Regions from separate parts of the Sus scrofa genome. Here region 1 is linked to region 2. Evidence: chromatin contacts called from public HiChIP or PLAC-seq data. All regions are on one chromosome and are shown on one strand. Each heading gives the region's core, a stretch centred on a gene start, on an enhancer-like site or on the middle of the called end of the contact. The rest is flanking DNA. Distances are from core to core; before and after follow the strand shown.

The links. HiChIP or PLAC-seq counts read pairs in DNA pulled down with a chosen protein or histone mark.
Region 1: an H3K27ac HiChIP or PLAC-seq map of alveolar macrophages shows a contact between it and region 2. The contact joins two enhancer-like sites. A contact is called at or near these places in 2 of 5 promoter capture datasets (fetal liver and liver), 1 of 47 Hi-C or Micro-C datasets (liver) and 2 of 2 datasets of contacts at active chromatin or transcription factors (alveolar macrophages and skeletal muscle).

Annotation. Positions count from the first base shown.
Region 1 is chr6:51,549,283-51,553,112 of Sscrofa11.1, forward strand. The region is part of intron 1 of PPP1R37 (protein phosphatase 1 regulatory subunit 37); the gene reads left to right. Among named protein-coding and RNA genes, the nearest start is that of NKPD1, 28 kb to the right of the region's middle. Within about 2 kb of position 1,964, at least 5 of the 83 cell types and tissues checked have an H3K27ac peak or open chromatin away from gene starts, as enhancers often do. A contact at or near this core is called in alveolar macrophages, where this site is marked.
Region 2 is chr6:51,363,695-51,367,278 of Sscrofa11.1, forward strand. TOMM40 (translocase of outer mitochondrial membrane 40) reads left to right here. Exons shown (of 9, transcript NM_001315748.1): 5 at 406-511. Among named protein-coding and RNA genes, the nearest start is that of TOMM40, 5.3 kb to the left of the region's middle. Within about 2 kb of position 1,592, at least 14 of the 83 cell types and tissues checked have an H3K27ac peak or open chromatin away from gene starts, as enhancers often do. A contact at or near this core is called in alveolar macrophages, where this site is marked.

The DNA.
Region 1 (3,830 bases), core at 714-3,213, 190 kb after region 2:
AGGGTCAGCTTCCCGTCTTCCACCAGTCACTGTGATAGGGGCTGTGTGGTCAGGGCCCCTTTGAGGCGGGGATCTGTGGGGAGTGGCAGTAACATAGGTGTCCCACTTGGGGTCATGAGGGAGCTGGGGGACCAGTGCGGTCTCCTTGGGGAAGGCGGGCGGGTAAGCAGGGCGCTTGGTGCTTTCCCAGGGCAAGGCAGCCTCAGCACAGGGGCACCTTGTACGTCTGACACGGCAGCTGCTGTGGGGCTGCTGGGGGCTCTAAGCTTTAGGCCCCCCACTTCCCTGTGCCTTTGAGGTTGGTTTGTTTTGCTTTTTAGGGCTGCACTGATGCATATGGAAGTTCCCAGGCTGGAGATGGACTCGGAGCTGCAGCCAAGCGTACGCCACAGCCACAGCAGCATGCAGTCCAAGCCTCATCTGTGGCCTACACCACAGCTCATGGCAACATTGGATCCTTAACCCATTGAGTGGGGCCAGGGATCAAACCTGCATCCTCGTGGATACTAGTCGGATTCTTTTTTTTTTTTTTTTTTTTGTATTTGGTCTTTTTAGGGCCACACTAGCAGCATGTGGAGGTTCCCAGGCTAGGGGTCTAATCAGAGCTATAGCCGTCGGCGTATGCCAGAGCCACAGCAATGCCAGATCTGAGCTGCATTTGCGACCTACACCACAGCTCATGGCAACGCTGGATCCTTAACCCACTGAATGAGGCCAGGGATTAAACCTGCAACCTCATGGATCCTAGTCAGATTCATTTCTGCTGCGCCACAATGGGAACTCCCTAGTCGGATTCTTAACCCACTGAGCCACAGCAGGAACTCCCCCTGTGCCTTTTCTTTTTTTTTTTTTTTTGTCTTTTTGCTATTTCTTTGGGCCGCTCCCGCGGCATATGGAGGTTCCCAGGCTAGGGGTCGAATCGGAGCTGTAGCCTCGGCCTACACCAGAGCCACAGCAACGCGGGATCTGAGCCACGTCTGCAACCTACACCACAGCTCACGGCAACGCCGGATCGTTAACCCACTGAGCAAGGGCAGGGACCGAACCCGCAACCTCATGGTTCCTAGTTGGATTCGTTAACCACTGCGCCATGACGGGAACTCCCCCCTGTGCCTTTTGAACACTGGCTTGGTCCCCTCTGAGCCAGCCTTCCAGGCCGAGGGTGTGAGCCCCAGGGGTCTGGGTAGGGAGGGTTGGTTCCACAGACCGTGAGGTGTGGGAGCACAAAAGCCTGAGGACCTTGCAGGAAAGAGCCTTGAGAGCCAGGGTCCTGTGTGGGCCTGGTCATCTGCCTGCCATGAGACTCTCGGTTTCCTTCCTGTCGAGTAGGGTGATGGCGATGGTGCCCCTCCCTTGCAGGGTGGGAAGGGCGTGACAGGCAGCCTCCTGAGGTAGGAGCTGCTGATGCGGTAGCCAGACTCTGGGAAGTCAAGGCCACGTGCAGTTAGCTAATGGAGGCAGGTAGAACCCAGGCCTGGCTCGGAGCTGCCCATGCGCTTAAACCTCACCTCTGGTGTGCCAGCCCTGACAGTCCCTGTTAGGGGATCCAGTGGGCTCTGCCCTCCCCAGCCCGGCTGTCCTATGGATTCAGTCCTCCCCAGAACTTGAGTGGCTCCCAGTGTGGCTCTGTACCCAGCCCCGGTGGCTCCTGTTTCAGAGAGCAAAGTTCTTGCTAAGGTCCCTGTGTCCCCCACCTCACCTCCTACCTCCACCCCTCCCACACATTCACCTCCTGATGCCCTGGGTCCTGCCAAGTCTGCTCCCACCGTGTCACACCTACCCCTCCCAGGGACCACTGCCCACTGCTCTGTTTGTATCTGTCTCATCTGTGTCCACAACTTGCTCTTGAAGCTCCAGCAGTGAGAGCTGGCTCCCTAACCCTGCCCCCCCCCCCCACCCCGTTGCTCCCTGGGTTTTGACTCCCACTTGAATGACTGTCTTTCCCACCAGCTCTAGGCTGGCATGGCTGGCCTGAGTCATTGCTGCCCCCTGCTGCCCAACCTGTCCTTGCACCTCGTGGGTGCTTTTGCACCTGTGTGCAGAGGTGAGACAACCGTCTCTGCTGGTCATCTGATGCCTGGCATTGGGTTTCTCTCTGTCCCTTAGTGAGGGCTGTGGCAGGTGGTGCGGGGAGCAGGCTGTCTTTGCCCGCAGCCTCTTCCTGGGATGCTGGCGCCAGCTGCACACAGCTGCGTCCCTCCCCAAAGCTCACACCTTCCCTTGGCCCCAGCCAGAGTCCAGGGACCGCCATGGCCACTCTCTGCCCCTGGCCTCTGCCTCCCCCTCAGGCCTGTCAGGGTAGTGTGAAAATTAAGCCATGTTCCAATCTCAGAGCAAGACAGGGCTGGGTGTGTGTTCCAGCCCTGCCGCTCCTGGCTCCGCGACCTTGGACGCTCAGCTTGCTCTCTGAGTTTGCTGCTTCCCCTGTTAGAAGATGGGCGCGTCATGGCCAGTCTCCTAGGATCGCAGAGCTGGCCGAGCGAACTGCCTGGAATGCGCTCAGCATTGTGTCTTACGCAGAGGAGCTGCCCGACACGGGCAAGTGGTGACCACCAGTGTCATTGTCATCTTTTCCCCCAGCCGTGTCTCCTGCTGAGTCGGGCCAGGCGCTGGGCAGCTGCTTAGCGGGGCCCCCACAACCCTTATCTCCTGAGATCCTACAGATGTCCCTTTCCGAGCGGGGGAGAGGTCGTTGTGAGCATTAGCACAGCCTCACCGGATGAGAACTGGTCCTCTTCCTCAGAGCCACGACCTCTGCGCAGCCCAGCCCAGCGCACAGCCTTCTCCCTCCCGCCCGCACTGCCACCCCGCCTCCCTGCCAGCTGCCTGGAGCAGCCCCTGCCTCAGTGGGACCTTCAGAGCTGTGGCCTTGAGCTAAGCAGACACGCCCTGGCCTGAGACACAGACTCCACGTGTGTGTCCGCCAACCCTTCCGTCACTGACAGGTGCTTTGACAAGAGTGTCGTGGGTCCCTGCCTTCCAGTGGGGGAGGAATCATGACAGCCATCGCTGGTGTGGGCTGAGCCCTGAGCTGAGGGATGGGCTCATGCTCGGTCACCATGGTGACCCTGGTGGAGTCACACGAGTTTTCAGGATAAGGTGATTGAGGCACAGAGGTTAAGTCGCTTTACTGGGAGTCAAAGACTGGCTCCAGAGCCTGTGCCCCGAACCTGCCGAGAGACCCCAAGTATCAGGTGGGAGCACGAGATGCTGTCCGGGAAGGGCCTCCCCATGGCGCGGAGAGCAGGGCGGGGATCGGCAGGCTGCAGCGGGTCCTCACTGCTTTGCAGCCCTGCCCTTCAGAAGCAGCCCAGGCTCCAGCTTGGTTCTTGGACCTGTCAGCCCGGCCCACCCCAGTGTCCCATCACTGCGTTGCAGGAGCTGTCCGTGCTGCTGCGCCCTCCTCCCAGCCCCCGTTCCCTGTGAGCCTGGGGTCCAGCCGGGCTTACGTGAACGCACCCTGGAGGCCAGGGCCTCGAGCTCTGGGGCCTCGAGCTCTGAAGCCTCGGAGCTGCCGCAGCTCGTTGACTCTCCACGGCCCGGGGGGTTAGGTTCAGGCTGGAGCCGTTGGGAGTGGGCGGGATGACCCGAGGTGGAGGCCTTAATGATTTCACATCATCACAGATGGGTGAGTGTGTAGGGGCTGGTCCTGAGCCAGCCTGCCTGGGCCAGCTCTGCCAGCTTAGAGAGTGCCTGGGTGGCGCCTGGTGCAGTGGAAGTGCTGTATAAATGCTCTGTTATTTCTCCCGACCACCTGTACTGCCGTTTCCTTACCGTTTTTTTTTTTTTTTTTTAAGTTGGTTCGTTTAAAAATTTTGAATATGTTTCAT
Region 2 (3,584 bases), core at 342-2,841:
GCCTCGCTTTTCCATTTAGTAGAATTTGGAGGTCTAGGAGGCTGAAACCTTTTTCCTACATACAAGAAAAAAAGGTGGAGTTCCCGTTGTGGCTCAGCAGGTTAAGAACCTGATTAGCATCCACAAGGGTGCAGGTTCTATCCCTGGCCCCGCTCAGTGGGTTAAGGATCTGGCATTGCCACAAGCTGTGGTATAAGGTCACAGACGTGGCCCTGATCCCGTGTTACTGTGGCTGTGGTGTAGGCCGGCAGCTATAGCTCCAGTTCGACCCCTAGCTTGGGAACTTCCATGTGCCGCGGGTGGGCCCCTAAAAAGAAAAGGGGGAAAGGCTTTTTGGACCTGGGAGGGCCCCATGGGGTCCTGCTAGGTTGTACCCTCACGCCTGCCCCTCCCCCTCCCTCCCAGACCCAGCAGTCGAAGTTTGTGAACTGGCAGGTGGATGGGGAGTACCGGGGCTCCGACTTCACGGCAGCCGTTACCCTGGGGAACCCAGATGTCCTGGTGGGTTCAGGTAAGAGGCACAGGGCCTGGAGGATGGCTCGAATCCCAGTCCCAGCTTCACCAACAAATCCATTTCTCGTACTCCCCCGCCCCTTCCTGCCGTCCAAGAAATGGCCTGAGACAGGTGTGACTTCAGAACATCAAACTGCACAACTCAGATTTGGCTGGAATCCAGCCAAAACCCAGGCTGGGGCTCAGAACCACTGTGTTGTTTGTTTGTTTCATTAGAATGGCGTGTGTGGTCTCAGGACCTACTGCGAGGTTCAGGTTCTCTCTGTCTCTACACAGAGGAATTCAGCAAGACGCCAAGTGATGGCTGAGAAATAGATTCATGGAGAGAGATACACAGAGAAGGCCCTGGAAGATCCGCATTCCGCCAACAGAATGCGGTCCATCGCAAAGGGCCAGAGAGCCGCCCTGACAGCAACACCCCTCTGACAGGGCGGGGGCCTCTCAGACCCACAGAAGTGGGGTGCTGGGTTTTCCGGGGCTGGGTCATTTCACAGGCTAACGAGCGCCAGCATTAGTCCAGCCACTGGGGGGAGGGGCGGGGATGTCCAGAAATTGGGTTGCGCCCACTTGGTCCCTTTGCTGGTTGGCTTTGGACCTGTCCTGGGACCCTTGGGCATGTCATTTGAGCATTAATGTAGGTCAGGATGGAAGGAGGGCCCAAGGTCCCTGGAGTCTTCCACCATCTAGGCCACAATTGGTTCCAGTGTGGTTGTGTGTCCTCAAGGGCCTTGTCATTCTTTTGAAGGTTGTGCCCTGCCCCCTTCCCGCCCTATTTCAGTCGCGTTGTGGATGAGAAAGCAGGTTCAGGCCCCAGCTCTGCCCCTGACCTGGCGCCACCGTGGGCACGTCCATCGCCTCCGAGGGCCTTGCTTTCCTCATCTGTGAAGTCAGGTTGCCTCACAGGGTCGTTGAGTAGGTCATGGGAGTTCACGTGCTTCCCACGGGATCAGGCACCCAATGGGTCCCCAGGAGCGGAGCTGCTCCCGCTATTACTTGCGGGGCCCTGGGGTTGGTCCAGGGCACAGGACAGCCCGCTCGGCAGGCGGGGCCCATGCAGTTGAAGGGAGGCGGGGAGGTGGCACGGGGCTGAGGAGGCAGTTTCCCGTCTGGGTTGCCTGGGCCAGGGCCTCCCACCCTCTCCACCCTGCTTCCCCTTTTCACGTCCCGTCCATGGGTGTCCGTCTTTGATGTCTCCGCATGCGCGGGGCGAGGCTTCCTCACTCACGTACCAGCTGTGTTCTCTCTCCAGAGGACACGGTTGTCAGCGGGGACAATCACGTCTGTCCTCTGGGAGCCTCTGTTCTAGTGAGCCACAGAAAGCGGCCCACAAGGGCCAGGGGCGATGGTGCTGGGGAGAAAGACGGCAGCCTCAGGAGGGGTGGCTGGGTGGGTGGGGTCTCTGCAGACCCCCATCCCAACGGGAAGGCTTCATTACATAGGCGGTGTTTAAAGGCAGACTGGAGGGTGTCAGGGAAGGGGCCCCGCAGACCTTCAGCCGGAAGGACCAGCAGGTGCCAAGGCCCTGAGGTGGGAGCCTTCACCGGCCCCTCCAGGAGGACTGCAGCTGGGATTGGTGCCAAAACTCCATCCGCAGATGCTGAATAGGAACGGAGAGTTGGGGTGAAGGAGGAGATGCCTTTATTGCTTTGCCAGGCAGAGGGGGCCCAGCAGGCTAATGCCTTAAAGCTGTGCTCCCCTTGGGAGTGATGAGAAGTGGTTTCATGGTTTGGGGAGTGGCAAATGGGCCGTAGGTAAGGAGCAGGGTTGAGGTGGCCTGTGCTGTTTCTCCAAGCCGGTGTGTGTCGGCCCTGGGACCAGTTCATTGGTCTTTCTCCTGCGTGAAGACTGCTTCATCCAGTAGCTCTTCCCTTTTGGGGGGTTTAGTTCTGCAGAAAGGCATATAGGTATCGTTCTGTACATTCCTTGAGGAGGAACCGGGACCTGCCCCTAGGCTGCCCTGCTCCTCCCTCGACTCCGCATCCCCTCCCCTCCCTGCGTATCAGCTGCCCTTTGGAACTCAGGGAAGGTCATGGAGGTGGAGGCTTATTCCCTGAGAACAAGAAACGGGGGACACAGAAAGGCTTGGATGCCCAGGAGCCCTCTTTCATCTGCCGTCCCTGCCGCTTGGAACTTTCTGGTCTTGCCGTGGCCAAATGAGTGCATGTCAGGCCGCGCAGCCAGCTCATGAGGCTTCAGAGATCCCCACTTCCTCGCCTGCCCCCCCACACCAGGACAGCATCTCTTCCCAGGCAGGAGGATGTGGCTGCCTCACCACTGTGTGCCTAGCGCCTGGAACCGTGCTGGGAACAGAGTATGCGCTCAGAGAAATCCTGAGCAGTGGCCACATCAGGCCCCGTCTATCACCCCACGCCCCCTTGTCAGGCCCTCAGCACCCCATGTGCGCATCCTTCATCCTGTCCTTCAGGCACTAGGGATCGAGCCATGAGGGTGCAGCAGGGAGGAGGACTCCGCAGGGGAGGCCCCGCCACCTTAGGCGCTGCTGTCTCCTCGCAGCCGCGCGGCTACTGCTGACCGTGGTTGTGCGCAGTTGCTCGGAGGGGAATCCAGAGACCAGAGAGGAGGGCAGGCCCCGGGGGGCAGGCCCAGAAGCTGGGGTGTAAGACGCTCTGGGGTCTCTTGGCACTGGGTCCCCGTCATGGCTGGAGACTCAAGTTGAAGTCCCTGTGTGACCTCTGAATGGTCACCTTTCTCTCTGGGGCCTCAGAGTCGCCCTCTGTTGAAGGAGGAGCTGCTCCTGGCTGGGGGTGTGCTGCTGATGGTTACAGCCGGCTCCAGGGGTCGGGCTGGTGTGGGGGGGGTATCTGTATCCTCTACTCACAGGGAGAAGAAAAGGACAGCTGCTCACTTGGGGCGGGGGGTGGGGGGAACCAGCTCCAGCCCACCCTAACCCCGCTAGTGGCAGCCCCTCCCGGATGTGCCTGCTCCCTCAGGCAGCCCCAGTCGTGCCTCGCATCTGCCTGGGAAGCATCTTCTGGAATCTGGGTTCACACCTCTTACTCGTGTCCCCAGGGCTTCCACCCAGTCCCACCCCAGCTCCGGGCGGTCCCGTT